Regions from separate parts of the Ovis aries genome. Here regions 1 and 3 are each linked to region 2. A link is a contact called in public Hi-C data. All regions are on one chromosome and are shown on one strand. Each heading gives the region's core, a stretch centred on a gene start, on an enhancer-like site or on the middle of the called end of the contact. The rest is flanking DNA. Distances are from core to core; before and after follow the strand shown. Region 1 overlaps XPR1 (xenotropic and polytropic retrovirus receptor 1). Region 2 has its middle 45 kb from the start of IER5. Region 3 overlaps KIAA1614 (KIAA1614 ortholog).

Region 1 (3,748 bases), core at 576-3,075, 240 kb after region 2:
CCGGTTTCAACCAGTCAAAACCGGGCCAAGCGGAAGCCGAGGTGTCTCGGTACCGTCCCATCAGAGGGTCCTTGCAATGCCTGGTCTTCATCCTGGCAGGTATCTGTGTCCTTGTGATTGTAAACAATCCAGAAGATACTGTGTTTTTGTTCCTTAAAATGTCCTCTGATTGGCAAAATGAAGTAAATATTTGTTTTAAAAATAGAAAATGAAAATTAAACGAGAAGAAAAGAAAAGAAACACAGTGAGCTTGTTTGGAGTCCATAGGATCCGATCTGGAAGAGCTCGGAAAATGTGTTATATGTCTTCTCCTGTTTTCGGCTGGAAAGGTACTAGAGGTTGCGTTGGTCGAGGAAAGAATTGTAGAGTAGGAAAACCAAGGATGTTAATCTAGACTTCAGAGGATTCAAGTGTTAGCTTCATCATCTGTGTCTTCTATCAATACCTTAGTGTCACGAGCCTTGGATCTAGTGGTAATGAAAGGAAAAAAAAAATTCTTAGTCCATTACTAAAATACAAACACATCCAAAGTATTAGGTATATTTTCAATCTTACTACCATTAAAAATACATCATAACCAGTCATGGACACTATATACTATACCAGATAGACTGCTCCTAGAGCTTTGTATTCAATTTCAGATATTACTGGAAAAACACTAAGAAACTAGGTTGTAACCAGAGGAAGGAAACAACAATGGTAGGTCATGTGTAATGTGCAATGGAGGGGTTTGGTTTTATGATGTATTTTTTTAACCTCTCAGAGATGCCAATTTTCATCTCTGTAAAGCAGGAATAATGATTCCTTTTTACATAATACTGCTTTTACTTCATGGAGACAGTATGAATATCAAGTGAGAGAATGGATATAAAAAGCATCAGTAAAGCATTAAACAAATACGAAGAATTAAGATGAGGATGACAGGAAAATCACTTGAGGAACACATGAAAAACAAGGAGAGCTGGCCAGCAGATTTAGACTAAAGGAGACACACGACAGCTGTCTTCAAACAGCTGATGAAGTACACACAGAAGAGGGGCTTCCCTGGTGGCCCAGACGGTAAAGATTCCGCCTGCATTGCGGGAGACCTGGGTTCAATCCCTGGTTTGGGAAGATCCCCTGGAAGAGGGCATGGCAACTCACTCCAGTATTGGAGAATCTCCATGGACAGAGGAGCGTGGTGGGCTACAGTCTATGGGGTCACAAAGAGTCGGACACGACTGAGTGAGTTCGCACAGCACACATAAGACAGAATACTAAGTCATGTTATAAAGCCCACCCAGGATCAACTGGTTGAAGTTATACTGAAGCATGTTTCAGCATAAGCTATCTGCCACAGTAACTAGCCAACAATAAAATCAGGTGCCTTGTATAGTTATAAACTTCACTATCACTGATGACTGTCAATCAAAATAAGATAATCAACTATTCAGGATTCCATAAAAGAGATTCTTGCACAGGATGAAAAATGGAGTATTAGATAAAGTCAAAATATTCTGCAACTCATGAGCTCCATGAGGTAAAGTAGGCATCATTATTACTCGACAGAGGTAGAAATAGACATTAAAAATGTTAAGGATGTGTTAAACGGTTGCAAGAGTCTCAAAGTTAGCATTCAGTCTCCGATCTTATTTTAGATTCGCTGCTCTCTTCCTTTGCACAAAACCTGCTCCAGCGTTCTAAATGTCTTCCTCTGGAGGCAATCTAATATGCTGGTGTTTTTCCACTGAACATCTGAAACTGAACGTAAACATCTACTGCTTCCTTGTTTTTGAGGCAGAAAGAGTGTATGTCTGCACTGCCCTCTGCTGGTGACTAGCAAGGATTCAACTTTCAAATTTAAGAGCTCAGTGGGATGACCATCTATTGCACTGTCTTCCAGTCCTTTGTGGACCTTACCTTGCTAACTCTACCAGCCTTCACATCCCCCCTTTGCTTCCTCAAACTCTGCTTCCTGCTCTATGTAATGGTATCATGCTTTGGTTTGACGTTCTTCCTACTGACCTCCCTAACCATTCTTTTCCTATCCCTTTTGTTCTTTTTTTTTCTCTTGCTTGTGCTTGTTCCCCAAGACAGTTCCTTGCTCTGCTTTTCCCTACCTTCTCTTCTTCGGAGAACTTACAAATTCTATCTGAAGCTCAGGCAATTTCTCTTCTGCTCCCTGTGGGTTATTACCATCTCTAATTTTTTTTTAAACTTCCTTTAAAATGCTTCCTTGTTTTCCTTTTTGTCCTCCTGTAAGTGCCCTAATCCAAGTCTTTAATGTTCCATACTGAAGAACACTGCAACGGTCTTTTAGTTGATCCGGCCTTCAGTTTTCCCTTTCCCAATGTATGTTGCACAGTGCCATTAAAACTTATGAATATATTACTTTCATAACACTCTATGAAAAAATTCTCTGTGACTTCTTCCTGCCTACAAGATAAAGTTGAATTTCAGCCTTTTACACTCGCACTTCATTCAGCTAAATGTTGTTACTATTTGTTACAAGCTCTAGTCACATGGCTTTTCTTTCCATCCCTCATTTCCACCTTTATGTCTTTACTGTGCCTCTAGCCTATCCAAACACTCCCTTATCCTTCAGAAAACTGCCCTGTCCCTTCTTTTATTCCAATCCTTTGTGATATCGACTGTCTCTAAATTTCAAATGTGGCCACATATACCCTGCACTTAGAGGGTACAGCTATCCTCCAAACAACTTTTAGGAATATACAAAGTCAATGACGGATAAAAATATTGCTGTAGGTATTCACTAAGAAAGTAAAAATAATAGTAGCTTATACTTATTGAGCTCTTTCTGTGAGGAAACTGGTGTAAATTCCAAGTCATAACAAACAATCTACCTAGCCACCTTCTGAGCAGGGACCATACTAATCCCAATTTCCAGATGAGCAATAATATAGAGAAATTAAGTGATTTGGCCAAGATAACACAGATGTCAAGTGGCAGAACCAGGGCTCTTAAAATTTCTAACTTGAAAATGATTTTTATAGAAGATATACTCAAGAGTCAAATAAAATATTCTCCAATAAGTTTTCCCCAGTGTACTTTTAATGCCAAATCAGTAGGAATTAATTAATGCATTAACATACTAATTATATTGTACACTATGTGTCCATTAAGACATTCTATACATAGGTTGTGAAAAATGTTTGAACACCAGCAATTTCATCACGTTCAACATGACTGCTTTGCAACTTAAATGTTGTTGTTTAGTCGCTAAGTCATGTCCAGACTCTTCTGCAACCCCATGGACTGTATAGCTTGCCAGGCTTCTCTGTCCGTCGGATTTCTCAAGGCAAGAATACTATTTCCTTCTCCAAACTTAAATGTTACCCAGTACTAAAACCTGAAGGGAATTCATCTCACAGAAGTGGCAGCCATACGTACTGAGAAGCGAGGCGAGGCCGGCGCAGGGATACGCTCTGGCTGTACTTCCACGGCCGATTCTTCTGGCGGTTCCGTACCCCATCCTCCTGGTCCATCATCTGCTCTAGGAGCGTCTGATCATCGGCATTCAGAGGGGCCACAGAGATGTCCCGCACAGCACGGAATTCACCACAGTTATTCAGATGTTCATTCTCCAGGCGGAAGAAGTTCCACACAAATCGCCTTAGCAAAATGGGGTAGGAGTAAGGGAATTACTTATAAAATTTGAATATACTACTACTATCACCTGTAGACCTCCAAATACATCAACTTTCCACTCATGGAAATACACACACACACACACACACACACACACACA
Region 2 (4,030 bases), core at 234-2,733:
TCTTCGCATGAGGTGGCCAAAGTACTGGAGTTTCAGCTTTAGCATCATTCCTTCCAAAGAAATCCCAGGGCTGAGCTCCTGCAGAATGGACTGGTTGGATCTCCTTGCAGTCCAAGGGACTCTCAAGAGTCTTCTCCAAAATCACAGTTCAAAAGCATCAATTCTTCAGCTCTCAGCCTTCTTCACAGTCCAACTCTCACATCCATACATGACCTTTGGGAAAACCATAGCCTTGACTAGATGGACCTTAGTTAGCAAAGTAATGTCTCTGTATACATTCTACCAACAGGAAGTCTTCTTCCACTGCTGCCCTGGGGTCTTGTTGAACAGTGTAGGCAGAGTTAGAAGTCAGGGACAGGCAGTCCAGTGCTTAAGACTCTGAGTTTCCACTGCAGGGGGTAGGGTTTGAGCCCTGGTTGGGGAACTAGGATCCCATATACCATGTGGCCGAAAAAAAAAGAAAAAGCCAGGGACAAGTTAATGGGGGCCTGAGAGGACCAGAGCCTGGAGGTGTGCATGGGAAAGATTCAAGCACCACTTTAGAGACAAGGCATGTGGGACTTCAGGACCAATTAGGTGGAGGATTGAAGGAGAACCTGAAGATTGATGTCCAAGAAAGAATAGGGTTGGGGAGAAGACGAATTTAATTTGGGATATCCTCAGTGTAGGGAATCTCTGGGCATCCAGGGATACAATCAGACCCCTCAATCTGCCACTTTCCCCTCATCCTGAATTCTCCATCATAGGGATGAAGCAATCTAGTCCCCACAGATGTAGATTTACAATGTAAGGGTTAACATGTGACTTTCCCTTAGGAACCATATTTCCAGTTAGCAAGAGAGTACCACCTAGCCAATGTTAATCAAGAGAATGGCTTTCCTATAGCGAGATTCCCAGCAATGGGAAGGGCAAGTGGGGGACCTATTTCCAGGTAAGAAGGTCTTGCCAGCATCCCTAAAATTACATTGCGGAGGCTACAACTAAAGCTCTCGTAGTGAAGAGACTGCTGTGGAAAGTTCACCTTCATTCCACAGAACCCTGTTCACACCATAGAAGAAGGGATCTTCCTCTTGGACAGGATTCTGCTCTCTTGGGCCGGGGTGATGGACAACCAATGCCACAAAGCTCTGGGGTCACTGAGTTCAGGTCCTGGCTCCAGCAGTTACTGGATATATAACCTTGGGCACAGCGTTTTACCTCTCTAGGACTGATTCTGACATTCATTAGACAGGGCCTTGAAACACTTGCTGTTCCCCTGGGGTGGTTGTGAGCTGGGGTTTCAAGGAGATGGCTGCAACAGACACGACTGCATCCGTCATCCTTACCACCGCCACCATTTATCTCAGTATCTTTCAACACCCAATTCACTTGGAGAAGCCTAATTTTCTCCCTGTTCATGGACTATTAGCTGCTCTGACAACTTTAGGTGATGAAAAGCCACCATTCGGTAGAGCGCGCTGTGCCCCTCAACAGCCTGCAGGGGGCAGCATCGGGCAGCGTAAGGTCTCGCCCGGCTCGCTCGAATAACGTCGGAACAGGTCTGGGAAGGACCACGGAGGTGGCCTTGGAATTCAGACTCCAGCTGACAAAGGACCCGTGATACTCCACGTGGGTCTGACATGCAGCCTCCTGGGGAATCGGGTCTCCGGTGAACAAGGGGGCAGGGAAAGGGTCTTCTGAAAGCATCCCCTGCCCTCACAAATCCAGCCGGGTTTTTCCCAAGCCCACACCAGGCCTGACTGCCGTTACCTTGCAATTTAGCGCTGATCTGACCTCGAAGAAGCCAGACTGAGCCTGCTTCCGTCCTCACAGGGGCCCTGATGCAGATGTCTCAACCCCCATGAGCTAAAGGGAGGGAGCGCCTGACAAGGACAAGGTGGGGTGCCTGCCACCCCTACCCCACCCCCCGCAAAGCATTTTTAGGTTCCCACTCCCTCAGCCCCGGTGGGGAGTACGGAAAAGACAAAAGAAATAAAGGGACGCAGCTCCAACTCTTCCGAGCTAGGAATGTTGTTGAAAATAGATGCAGACGGGAAGGCTACTCAGGATCCCACGTTCCGGTTTCCATCCAGCCTGGCGACGCTGCGTTCCTAAAGCCCAGGAGGCATGTTCAGACCTAACAATTTCCTCTCATTTGTGAGTGTGTTTACCTGGAAAAACAAAGAGGCAGAAGGCTTAGAATCAATCAAAACTGCCCCGAATATGGAGTCACTGTAGGGACAGATGATCCAAGCTGTGGGAATCTGGAGATTCACCGACCGAGGTGGCATGTAGTGGCCAGCCAGTGGGGAGGAACGTGGTCACTCTGAAGAGAGCCCCAGGCCTCGGTGCCAATGGGACCCACTCGATCTCCTACTGACTTTTCTGGGGAGAGGAACTGCTATGTCACCATGACATCACCTCCTTCCAGGAACCACTGAGTCAGCTTGGGGCCTGAGGCTGGACCACTCACTTCCTCCAACCGGGCAGAGGGGGAGCACTCCCCCACACCACCCCCAGCTGGGCCTGTTCCTTCACCACTGTCAGCGGGTCAGCTTGGCGAAAAGACACACCAGGTGGTGCCATCCATGCCCACTTCCACTGGGATTCTCCTGCCATGGAAGAGGGGCCCCCCGTGCAGATTCACAGCTGGTTTGGGGCTGAAGGGCAGGTGTCCCTGGGAGAGGGAGCATGTTTAGCTTTGTCAGTCACATACAGCTCCTTGTAGAGGCTAACTGTGACAGAGGAATCAGGAGGGATTAAGTGAGAGGCAGGTGGGCAATGGCTGAAGTGGGATGGTTCAGAGGAACTCTGTGCCCAGTCACAGCTGAAGGCTGCCACAGACGGGGCCACATCAGTCATGGGCGTCTTATCCAAGTAACTACTTCCTCAAAAGGCTGGGGGTGGGGGTGGTTACCCATATGGGCAGTCTCACCCTTAGCCAGGAATGGGGCCAGGGGGTGTCTGTCTGTAGCCCTCAGAAGATGACTTTCTCTTGCCCCTCCCCCAGCACAGTCACAAGCACCTCCCCACCTCCCTGTCTGGAGCCCTTCCCTGCCCCGTTGAGAGGATTCAAGCTAGAATCTGCCTGCCCACCTCCCTGTGTCGAACCCTTCCCTTCCCCGTTAAAGAGGATTCAAACTAGAATCTGTCCGCACCACATCAGAGTTGATTTCATCTTGTCATTAAACCTGATGCTCTGTAAGCTGATCTTATGAAAAAGAAAACTAACCATGAGGCAGTAACTCAATTTTATAGCACTGTAAAGGTCCTAGCGTCTCCCTGTTCCCACTAACACACACATGCACACACACACACACACACACACACACAGAGTCTGCTTTGATCTTTTCTTTTCCCACCTTTTATGATATTGTTTCACTTAATGCCAACAAAATCCTGCCAGGTAAGTATGGCCATCTTATATAGATGAGAAAAGGTGAGGGAAATCCTCCAGGGTCACAGAGCTAGTGACTGACACACAGCCAGTCTTGGAAATGAGGTTTGTCTGACACTGAGGAGCTGGGATCCTTCCACTTAGACACCGTGACCCAAAGTAAGAGCCTCTTCGGGGTCAGAAGTTGTAAAATTAGAATTCTGTTTTGCAACCCACAAAATCTTAAGGTTGGGAGATATTTTGAAGACTGTCCAGGCCTAAGTGGGAAGGGAAGCCAGGGTAGCCTGGCGTGCTGTAGTCCATGGGATCACAAAGTCAGACACAACTTAGTGACTGAACACCAACCAGGTCTGTGACCCAGACAGACGGCTGAATCTCCCGCATAATGTCCTGGCTGTGGCCTAGATACAGCAGCTCCAGGAAAGACATTTTGTTCTGATTCAGACCATGCCAGCTGAGAATCCCTGGACAGTTCTTTGCGGTTTCAGGCTGAAATCTCTCTCCCTACAATGTCTATACATCAGAACTCCCCTTGGGACCGTGGGGGGACTAAGCAGTGAGTCACTCCTGGACTAACTTTCTCCTGACTGCACGTTCTCGATTCCCTCTAACCTATTCTCACCTGGCAGTTCCTCACCACTCTCCTGGGAATGG
Region 3 (4,256 bases), core at 1,094-3,593, 180 kb after region 2:
AAAATTGCAGGAATTAATGGACCCCCTGAAGTCCCTCCGTGGAGCCCCTGGTAAGAGCAGCTAGCCTAGCGGGTCTCATCAGAGAGGGCAGTTTCTCTAGGCAGGCCTGGTCAAGGGGCAAGGACCTCTTTGGGGACCCTGTCTCTGGGTCTTTAATCAAATCTTCAGCTGGACCAAGGAAGCTTTCTGAACATTCAGATTTCAGGATGTCATTAGATAGTAAAGGGATGGAGGAATCAAACCTTCCAGCTCTACAGAAGCCCCAACCCCTGTCCAGTTGCTCAGGGCAAGGGCACTGAGGTGTGCCCTTCTAAGACCCCTGAGGTACCTGAGGCACAGGTAGCTGGCCCCGGTTTCTCTTTTAAAGGGACCCTCCCGGGGCCATGCTGCTAAGGCAGGAAGGAGTCAGGTGTATAGCTCCACCGCCCATGCTCTGGGTCTCCCCTCCAAAACACTTGCCCACTCTCACCTGTCAGCTGCACTGTGATCCCCTGGCTCCCCCACCAGGTAGAGGTTGGACCGGTCCGCCTTGCCACTCAGCAGAGAATGGAGGTTCTGAAAGGAGGTGGCTTTCCGATGTTGGCGAGAGGGTGACACCTGGTGGGCAAGACCCAATATTGCAGGTAAGAAAAGCCATCTGATGGGATGGGGGAGCCTGGTGGGCTGCCATCTATGGGGTCGCACAGAGTCAGACACGACTGAAGCGACTTAGCAGCAGTAGCAGCAGCAAGGAGTTGACAGGGATTCCCTCATTAAGAAGCTGCCTGCAATACAGGAGACTGGGTTTGATTCCTGGTGTCGGGAAGATCCCCTGGAGAAGGAAATGGCAACCTACTCCAGTATTCTTGCCTGGAGAACCCCGTGGACAGAGGACCATGCAGGCCACAGTCCATGCAGTTGTAAGAATCGGACACAACTTAGTGTCCACCACCAAGGGGTTGACAGAGAGGGAACTCCAACCATGAACCTGAGGGCCTGCTAAGAAAGTGCTTAACAAAATAACCATAACTTACTTCAAGAGATGGGCCTATACAGGCACTCTGACGCTTCAGATAATGAAAAAAATGTGTTGGCTGAAATAACAACTGAATATGATAGTGCTAATTATCTCACTGATTAAGAAAATCTAACTTTCTCCTTGAGCCAGAAAAAAAGGTAGGACTTCCTTGGTGGTCCAGTGGTTAAGAATCCACTTGCCAACACAGGAGACGGGTTCAACATCTGGTCCGGGATGATTCCGCACATCATAGGACAAATAAACCTGTGCACCAAGCTACTGAAGCCTGCATACCTAGAGCCTGCACTCAAACACTGAAGCCCCTGCAGTGAGAGGCCTGCGCGGTGCACCTAGAGAGTAACCCCACTCACCACAACCAGAGAAAGCCCACGTGAGGCAGTGAGGACCCGGCACAGTCATACATTTTTTAAAAAGGTAAAATCAAATAATTACAGAATAAGGAACACAATTTTAGAGTTGAAATCTTAGTTTGTGATTCTTTCGTATCCCTATTATGATCACCGACATTAAAAATTTTATCAAGCATGCACCTAAAAACACTGCATGATGGATAAGACTGACATCCCTGAAGGAGTTCACACCACGGTGGGGGTGGGGTGAGCATGGACAGGTCAGAAGCCCTAAGTGTATATTGTAAGTGTGAGGCTAGAAGCGTGGATGACGCTGTGCAGGGAAGCCTCGGGGCCCTGGAGGAGCCGCTGCCTGTGCAGCACTTGAAGCAAGAGCTCTCCAGATGAAGACAGCAGGGGGCAGTTCCAGGCATAAGAAACAGTAGAGGCAGACAGACAGAGATGGGAGAAGGCATGAATGTTCTGGAACATACTTGTGGTCTGGGGGACTGGGCTGCAGAGGTGATGGGCGGTGGGGCTGGAGCCAAGGGCCAGACCCAGAGAGACCTCATCTGACCTGCAGAGGAGCCACTGAGTGATAGTAATCAGAACAATTACAAGGTCCGATCTGTGTTCTAGAAACTGACCCAGTGAGGAGGCTATTCCGAGGGAGCGGGTGGGAGGCAGGCAGAGGCAGACTTCTAAACAAATACTGCACACATCATTTATCACATTGGGAATCCGTGCTCTCAGGAAGTTGTATCATCTAGAAGCTCAAGAGGGGGCCCTGAGCTTGCCTTGAAGTTCTCAAGGGCTTCCTGGAAGAAGTCATGTTCAACTCAAGAGCGGAAAGGCAGGGAGGAGGGGAAAAGGGAGGAACGAACCAGCCACAGACACTAGAGGACGTGGGAGCCGCCCATGTGGTGAGGATGCTCACTGCCTACTTAGAAGGGCAGAGTGGAAACCAAGCCCGTCTGCACTCTCACCACGCACACTTGGCAGTGCAACAGGAAGGGGTGTGCCCTGAGATAGGTCATGAATATACCGCGGTGAGGTGGAGCCCTATTGTATGTTCTTTTTTTAGTTCTTGAACAATTCTTCCTGCTGCTCAGTCCTCCCGGCACTTGCTCCCACCCTTTCTCAGCCAGCTTACTTCCTAACTTGGCCCACTCAGATTACATGGCAGGTAATGGGCTATCATCTCCCTTGGGTACACAGACTGAACCTCTGATGGCCATACATCTGAGCACCATGGCTCAGACACACCAGGGACAAATCTAACTTCAGGAGAAAAGCAGAGAATTCCTGGAGCTCCATGTTACACTAGGCTTTTGTCCCCAGCTTGAGATCATTTTGCTTTTGTTTCTTTGCCTTCCAACTTCATCCAACCAGCAAATATTTATACTATACGTGATGCAAGACGACCAATGGAATGTTCATTCAGCCTGCATTCTCTTCCCTACTTCAGACTGAAAAATGAAAGGCTCCAATGCCCTAAACCGCAATTACCTGCTTTGTTCTGCCCAGGGGAAAGGGCGGGGAAGAGAACAGACTTGATACCTGGAAAACCTGGACTAGAATAGCACTTTCAGAGACCTAGCTGAGAGTTAGGTGCTGCTCCTGGTTTGCTGCTGGTATCCTCTAGCACATGAGAAGGGAACTTTAGCAGGCTGCCCTGTGTTCATTCACTCATTCATTCACTGTGTACTGCGTATGTCTACTATGCTAATTATCATACTAAATATTTGCAATCAAAAGATCAAGTAGTGTTCCCTCAGCGAATCACATTCCACTGAGGGGAGACAGACAAAAACCAAAATACTACATGACAAGTTCCATGAAGGAGGAAAGCGCAGGATGAGAACGGAAGCCGGAGCAGAGGTGCCCAGCTCAGCCCAAGGAAGAATTAGAAACGGTTTCCTGAAGGAAGCCGTGCCTTAAGTATTGATGGATGAACAGCATTAGCAGGTGGAGAAGATGGGAAGAATATTTCAGGTGAAGGTTCAAACTCTGTGGCCTGATTTCAGAACTGCAAGGTCAAGGATAACTGGGGTTGAGTATTAGGGGAATGATCAGTCAGATTACAGAAGCGGTCAGATTATAGAAATCCTTTGGCAATGCTGAGTGGCCTCAACGTGTTTCCCTGGGGATAATAAGGGACCAATGGTGGATGTTCCACAAGGTGGGGGGGGGGGGAAGGGGCGGCAAGACCAGATTTGTATGCAGGAAGGACGTTCCTGGAAGCCACATGGGGAGAGGCAGCGCAGGGATGCCAGTGAGGAGGCAGTGCTAGACTAACAGAGTGGCTGTGGCCACAGGGAAGCTTCCAGAATAATCAAGCAGCCGATGCCAGGCCTTGGCAGAGGTGGCGGCGTGAGGGAGGGGGAGGGGTCTAGGCTGAGCCCAGGCTGGGGTAGTGGGGTGGAAGGACAGAACTCTCTCATTGCACCGTGTCCAGGGAGTCCACATCTTGCGGATGGACTGTGGGGATGCCAGGAGCATCCCTTTCCCCACCCTGGGCTCCTCAGGAGCACCCCTGGCACTTCTCTCCTCCTTTACCTTTCATCTCAGTGGTGGCTACCACCCCACTGCCTTCACACACCCCTCAGCTGGGCCCTTGGGACTCTCACCAGATGCAGGGATTGTAAGGACGGGGCTCTCTTCACTTTGGGGGTGCCGGTGTGTGAAGCCGGGCTGGGCGCCACGGGCTGCAGCTGCTCCATGCTGTAGCTGCGGGACTTGCCCATCTTGGGCCGCGTGCCCTGACTCAGCGCCGAGAAGAACTTCTTCAGCCCCAGGGCAGAGGCGATGCCTCCGCTGCTTTTCTTGTTCTTGTCAGAAGTGGCGGCAGAGGGTGGGCTGGGGCCCTCATTGACCCCAGATGAGGCACTGAAATGCAAAGGTGGATG

The links. Hi-C and Micro-C count contacts between places; a contact is called where the count stands out from the background.
Region 1: a contact with region 2 is called in a Hi-C map of hypothalamus, with 8 times the contacts expected there. The contact joins two enhancer-like sites. A contact is called at or near these places in 5 of 16 Hi-C or Micro-C datasets (blood, hypothalamus, skin fibroblasts and 1 more).
Region 3: a Hi-C map of muscle shows a contact between it and region 2, with 7 times the contacts expected there. The contact joins two enhancer-like sites. A contact is called at or near these places in 6 of 16 Hi-C or Micro-C datasets (blood, hypothalamus, muscle and 1 more).

The regions. Positions count from the first base shown.
Region 1 is chr12:61,408,203-61,411,950 of ARS-UI_Ramb_v3.0, reverse strand. It overlaps XPR1 (xenotropic and polytropic retrovirus receptor 1), which reads right to left. Exons shown (of 15, transcript XM_015099345.3): 14 at 3,391-3,612; 15 at 1-467. The coding sequence ends at 407. Among named protein-coding and RNA genes, the nearest start is that of KIAA1614, 21 kb to the left of the region's middle. Within about 2 kb of position 1,825, at least 3 of the 54 cell types and tissues checked have an H3K27ac peak or open chromatin away from gene starts, as enhancers often do.
Region 2 is chr12:61,642,879-61,646,908 of ARS-UI_Ramb_v3.0, reverse strand. No RefSeq gene overlaps it. Among named protein-coding and RNA genes, the nearest start is that of IER5, 45 kb to the right of the region's middle. Within about 2 kb of position 1,483, at least 14 of the 54 cell types and tissues checked have an H3K27ac peak or open chromatin away from gene starts, as enhancers often do.
Region 3 is chr12:61,468,423-61,472,678 of ARS-UI_Ramb_v3.0, reverse strand. KIAA1614 (KIAA1614 ortholog) reads right to left here. Exons shown (of 9, transcript XM_060396673.1): 7 at 3,978-4,236; 8 at 470-597. Among named protein-coding and RNA genes, the nearest start is that of KIAA1614, 40 kb to the right of the region's middle. Within about 2 kb of position 2,343, at least 6 of the 54 cell types and tissues checked have an H3K27ac peak or open chromatin away from gene starts, as enhancers often do.